2 separate regions of the Xenopus laevis genome follow, and region 2 is linked to region 1. A link is a contact called in public Hi-C data. All regions are on one chromosome and are shown on one strand. The core of a region is the stretch at or near the end of the contact, and the rest is flanking DNA. Distances in the headings are between cores, read along the strand shown. Region 1 has its middle 43 kb from the start of ccnl1.S. Region 2 holds the start of tiparp.S (protein mono-ADP-ribosyltransferase TIPARP).

Region 1 (3,261 bases), core at 255-2,754:
ACACTCTTGCTTTATTAGATTCAGAGCAATACATTATCTTGATTTATAGGATTCAGAGCAATACACTCACTTGCTTTATTCTATTCAAAGCAATACATTATCTTGCTTTATAGGATTCAGAGCAATACCCTCTCATGCTATATAGGGTTCAGAGCAATACATTATCTTGCTGTATAGGATTCAGAGCAATACACAATCTTGCTTTATTAGATTCAGAGCAATACATTATCTTGATTTATAGGACTCAGAGCAATACACCCACTTACTTTATAGGATTCTAAGCAATGCCCTTTCATGCTATATAGGGTTCAGAGCAATACATTTTATCTTGGTTAATATGATTCAGAGCAATACCGTCTCATGCTATATAGGATTCAGAGCAATACATTATCTTGCTTTAAAGGATTCAGAGCAATACACTCTTTTGCTTTATTGGATTCAGAGCAATACATTATCTTGATTTATAGGATTCAGAGCAATACATTATCTTGATTTATAGGATTCAGAGCAATACATTATCTTGATTTATAGGATTCAGAGCAATACACTCTCTTGCTTTATTGGATTCAGAGCAATACTGTACATTATGCTGCTGTATGGGATTCAGAGCAATACATTATGTTGTTGTATAGGGTTCAGAGCAATACATTCACTTGCTTTATAGGGTTCCGAGCAGTACATTCACTTGCTTTATAGGATTCAGAGCAATACCCTCTCATGCTATATAGGGTTCAGAGCAATACATTATCTTGCAATATAGGATTCAGAGCAATACACTCTCTTGCTTTATTGGATTCAGAGCAATACATTATGTTGCTGTATAGGATTCAGAGCAATACACTCACTTGCTTTATAAGATTCAGAGCAATTCCCTCTCATGCTATATAGGGTTCAGAGCAATACATTATCTTGCTGTATAGGATTCAGAGCAATACACTCACTTTATTAGATTCAGAGCAATACATTATCTTGATTTATAGGATTCAGAGTAATACACTCACTTGCTTTATAGTATTCAGAGTAATATACTATCTTGCTTAATTGGATTCAGAGCAATACATTATGTTGCTTTATAGGGTTCAGAGCAATACATTCACTAGCTTTATAGGATTCAGAGCAATACCCTCCCATGCTATATAGGTTTCAGAGCAATACATTATCTTGCAATATAGGATTCAGAGCAATACACTCTCTTGCTTTATTGGATTCAGAGCAATACATTATGTTGCTGTATAGGATTCAGAGCAATACACTCACTTGCTTTATAAGATTCAGAGCAAATCTCTCTCATGCTATATAGGGTTCAGAGCAATACAATATCTTGATTTATAGGATTCAGAGCAATACACTCACTTGCTTTATAGTATTCAGAGCAATATACTATCTTGCTTTATTTGATTCAGAGCAATGCACTCACTTGCTTTATAGGATTCCAAGCAATACCCTCTCATGCTATATAGGGTTCAGAGCAGAGGCTGATCAGGCCAGCCAGGTGCCCTAGGCAACCCAGTCGGCAAGCTCGCCCCAGCTTCCCCCATTGCCTGCGCAGTGATGTCACGCAACGTTGCGCGCCGTTCTCGAGCACAAGTTCTGTCTGGTGAGCAGGTGAGTCTGGTCTAGGGGTAGGCAGAAGAGGCAGCTGCCCAGCACCCCCCAATTGTTGTGCCCTAGGCAGCTGCCTCTTCTGCCTACCCCTAGTTCCGGCCCTGGTTCAGAGCAATGCATTATCTTGCTCTTGATGATTCAGAGTAAAACCATCTCACACTACAGTATATGGGTTTCAGAGCAATACATTATCCTGCTTTATAGGATTCAGAGCAATACACTCTCTTGCTTTATTGGATTCAGAGCAATACATTATGTTGCTGTATGGGATTCAGAGCAATATCATTTAGAATGAAGAAAAGTTCAAAGTAAATTAATGTAGTTTTATTGAAGCACTACATGTTTCCGATCTCAAGGATTCTTCCTCTGGTGCAAGTTACACTTGATGTACAGCATTCAGAGTAATACACTCACTTGCTTTATAGGATTCAGAGCAATACACTATCTTGCTTTATTGGATTCAGAGCAATATTATGCTATATAGGGTTCAAATCAATACACCATCTTGCTTTATAGGATTCAGAGCAATACATTTACAAGGTAAACAATTTCTCTCTTGTGCTGCACACTAGGGCTGCCTGATGTTGCTTTTGCCTAAAATACCTGATATCTGTAATGGGAAAATTCTGTCCCTGCTCAGCCATTCATTCATCTCACAATGGGTCTTTATTTATAAAAAACACTTGGCCTACTGGGAATGATACTACATAACCCCTTTGTATCAGTAATGGATGGGCAATGTGAATATATACAGATCTCATTGGTACATGAGTGGGAATCATTTCCAGACTGAGGCAAAACAAAGCAAATAAATGTAGGTTCTCTTTAATGGCAGCGTGAGGTTGGCGTGAGATTGATAGCTCGTTCCTGAATAAAGAGGTTGTGGTCGGCTGCTCTAGCAGTGGCTTCCCAAACTTCCCCTATTGTTATTACAACAGCAGCCACCAGCCTTCCCCTATCCAAATACATACCCTATCCCTCAAGCAGCAACTTTGCATTTATTTTAGAACCTGCTACACATTCAGGGTTCACTGGGGTCTCTTTAAAATGTCTCTGCATGCACTGCAGCCTGAATCCAGGGCAAACTACTTCCCTGCACAAGAATGGTTCAGCCTAATCACCATTGCAACTGCCCAGGCAAAAATGCCACTTTATCGCTTGCTGGAAATACATGCATCTGAGTCACCTGATCCCAGTGGCCCTCACAAAGAATCCCAGAGGAGCACATATATAATAAGAGCTAGGGTGCAGAACTAGATTGTTTTTTGTTCTCTTTTGTTCAATGGAGAAGATGGCAAAGTGCCTTCGCATTGATTCCTATGGAAACTCTGTGATGTTCTGTACTATCTAGGGAACAATATAAGGACCAAAAGCACATGTGGGCTTCCCTACTTATAAACTAGCAAAATTCTGACACCTAATGGCCAAATACTGAACAGTCAAAGGGCATACTCCTTGATTATAGTACAAACCCACAACTAGCTGCCCTAAACCCTCTTGGGCACTAAAGGATTTAAAGGCTGGCCCTTCTACATAAAGGAAATATAAATTGGCCTGGATTGTTGGCCACAATACACATACTGAAAATTGATTAGAGAAGTCAAGCATGGGTTTAGTAATCTACAGTTTGCTTTGTACAGAGACTAAGTTCTTTTA
Region 2 (3,261 bases), core at 262-2,761, 230 kb before region 1:
TGTTACCTTTTGAAAACAGTAATTTTCTATGCATAACATAACAGGATAGTGTGCCTTTAAGTAATCAATATTATTAGGGATGCACCGAACCCACTATTTTGTATTCGGCTGAACCCTCGAATCCTTCACTAAAGTTTCAGATGAATACCGAACCGAATCCGAAATCCTAATTTGCATTTGCAAATTAGTGGTGGGAAGGGGAAAACATTATTTACTTTGCATACGCAAATTAGGATTTGGATTCGGTTCGGCCCGGCAGAAGGATTCAACCGAATTCGAATCCTGCTGGAAAAAGGCCGAATCCCGGACTGAATCCTGGATTCGGGGCATCCCTAATTATTATTGATGTAATAGAAATGGATCTGGCAGAGCAATACACCCTATTGGAAGTAGTGGAATAGTAATAGTTGTACTGAGCTCAGAAATAGAGAAAACAAAGGTAAAGAAAAAAAATGCATGTTTGAATCAAAACTGAAGAATGACATCATGTATATAAAGTAGGTCACATCCTGAACATAGTCTGTATAGTAGGGTGATACAAAGGCAAGTCATAACAACTTACAAATAAATTTGTCAGAAGAGCTTACAGACGGAAGTAGAGTGAGGACCCATTAACAGGGTTGCCAGGTCTAATTTTCAAAACCAGCCCAAAACCAGCCGAGAGGCACTTCAACAGTAGCCCAAAAATAGCACAATTTTTGCAGTGAAAAAATTCTAAAAAATAATTTATGTTAAAAAACACCTTTTTAAAATTTTCCCTGTTTCCCATGAAGCAAAATGGGACAGATTAGCCCGTCACCAGGGGCATAACTACAGAGGGGGGCCCAGGAGGTATAGGGGCCCCATACAATTTCAATATATATTGGTATAACAGGTCAACCTCTAGACATTTTGGTGGCCAGCAGATTTTCGTCCCAAAGTTGTCTGAAATTGAGGAAAGTCACTGGAAAACGTGAGAATGCTTAAGAGGGACGGAGCCCAAAGTCTGGTAACTCCCGACTTCTACAGAAGTCAGTCCCATTGCATGCTGGGTATTGTAGTCTTACATTATACTTGGCAGTTGGCAAATTGTTAGACAAAAAACATTACCCAACATGCATTGGGAGGGAGACACAAGCTTGGCACATTAGAGCAAGAAAAAACTTTGGCTGGTTTCCAAAGTACAAACCAGCCAAAAAGTAGCCTACATCCGTACATTGGCTATTTTGTATTTTCAAAACCCGCCTGGGCTTTAAATTAGTAGCCCAATTTGGCTGGAAAACAGCCAACCTGGCAACCCTCGGACACAAGCAGCTCAGTGCAGCATATACAGAGCCTATGAATGAAAGTATCGTGCAGGTGAGACAGTGTCCAGCAGATGGCAGTATAAGCTCCAGGAGGAAGTACAGTAATACAGGCTGTCCCGCGGCTCAATGGAGAGTGTCTCCTCCTGCTCCCCTTATGCTCCTCTCTTGAGTCGTGCAGCCTCGTGTGGGCGTGGCTTGCGGCAGGAGATATTTAATAATGTTCCACGTGAGGGATCAGGACTGGACTTGAGCTGCTGTAATGGGAAGCTTGTCACGTAGGGAGCAGCAGGCGAGAGCGGGGCTAGGAATCCCTCCCACCTCCCTGTAGAACAGAGGCTCAGCCAGGGGACAAGGAACTCAGCCTGGCCCCGGCACTGGCGGGTAAGTGTCTCTTTGCCTTCGGTTAGTTCAGCGGTGTATGGACAGCTCCCCCGCCTGAAGCCCCTCCGCGTAGTGTGATTATATCAAGTTGTGGACTTACCTGGGATCTAAAGGAATCTGCTGCATGGAAACGGAATGTCCTGGCAAGTTTCATAAAGAAATTGATCTTCTACCCCCTGGTCCTGATCCACAGGTTGCGCCCCTGCCCCTTGTTCTTTGGCCCCGAGCTCTCCCTCTTCCATTGGTTATGGGCAACCGCTGGTGATCTTCACCCAGAACAAAGGGATTCGCTCGGGTCCACTTATTATGCGGAATAGTTGCTTGACATTAGACAGTGAGCAGTAGGACCAGGGCCCACACCTTTCTGACTTTCCTTCTGCTCACTCAGGGGCTGAGTTGAAGTTCAATAATAATGCCTAAAAGGGGGTTCTCTAGCCAAACCTGCTTAATTGAATGGAAATCTCATTCTAAGCAACTGCCCAATATTCATGTATTTCAACATTTCTATAGTGATCTGTATATTTGCTCCTGGCTGTTTCTATTCTCTGCGCCAGAGCCCAGCTGATTTTAATAGACCCGGAGGAAAACTGTTCTGTTACATTGTTTCAGGAGTCAGAACCGGAAAAACAGAAAGGGATAAACACCGTTTTCAACTGCTATTGCAGTTACAAATAATGGTAATCCTGTTAAAAAGAGGGTTTAGGGTAAGTTCCCCTTTAATGATGTCAAACTTTACTTAGGCATATGGGAATGTGCTCTAAGGCAATTGGGGAAGAGCCCCTGTTTTTTAAGACAGTGTTGCAGATGGTCAGCAGGTCCAACTCCAGCTTCGAAGTTTATTGTACAGATAATAAAAGAGATAAGCACTAATTTTATAGTGCTAGCTAGAGATCACTGGGTGTAATTAAATGATTTCCATGCCTAGTGTGATACTGCACCATTTGCCTCCTTTGTTTTGTAATTAGAAGCTCATTTCCAACCGCCACTGCTATCAACTAGAGCAAATGGAGTCTTATGATCCCCGCTTTGCCTGTTCCCTCCCCGCTCAACACATTCCTTGTCTGCCCTAATCCCACTTGGTAAATCGCACGTACTCGGATACTTGAAGACACAATAGGCCGACAGAATGTCAAACATCCAGCCCACCAGCTGAAGAGAACTACAGATCTCTACATTGCTTTGGCTTGGAGGATTTAGGGGGAAGGCAGGGAGCTGTATGTATGCATGTATAGATGTTTTTATTTATATAGTGCCATTGAAAGGTGAATGGCCCCAAGTTTGCATTCCTGAAAGTGTCCATTGTATTCAATGTTAAAGTGCACCTGTTTCTCACAGTCCAATTGTATTTCTTCTCCATTTACAGGAGATATATACACATTCATTCGGATGCAGCAACATCAATCAATGTAATTTAGGGAGATAATAGTCCCACTCTGGCCATATTTTAGACCTTAAAGAGGAAATCCATCACTGGATCATTATCACCCTAATAACATGGGGTTAGATGACCTTTCTTTATGTATATATTTCCATTGCCATTGTTCTGTTTTTATGCTGTGTGATATAGGACAATGTGCTAGGATTGTGATATATT

What was found. A called contact is a pair of places that touch in the nucleus more often than the background predicts.
Region 2: a contact with region 1 is called in a Hi-C map of the XL177 cell line, with 4 times the contacts expected there. The contact joins the promoter of tiparp.S here to the enhancer-like site in region 1. A contact is called at or near these places in 2 of 4 Hi-C or Micro-C datasets (the XL177 cell line and the XTC cell line).

What each region holds. Positions count from the first base shown.
Region 1 is chr5S:103,599,589-103,602,849 of Xenopus_laevis_v10.1, reverse strand. No RefSeq gene overlaps it. Among protein-coding and RNA genes, the nearest start is that of ccnl1.S, 43 kb to the right of the region's middle. Within about 2 kb of position 1,504, at least 1 of the 7 cell types and tissues checked has an H3K27ac peak or open chromatin away from gene starts, as enhancers often do.
Region 2 is chr5S:103,829,327-103,832,587 of Xenopus_laevis_v10.1, reverse strand. It overlaps tiparp.S (protein mono-ADP-ribosyltransferase TIPARP), which reads left to right and starts at 1,511. Exons shown (of 6, transcript XM_018265740.2): 1 at 1,511-1,667.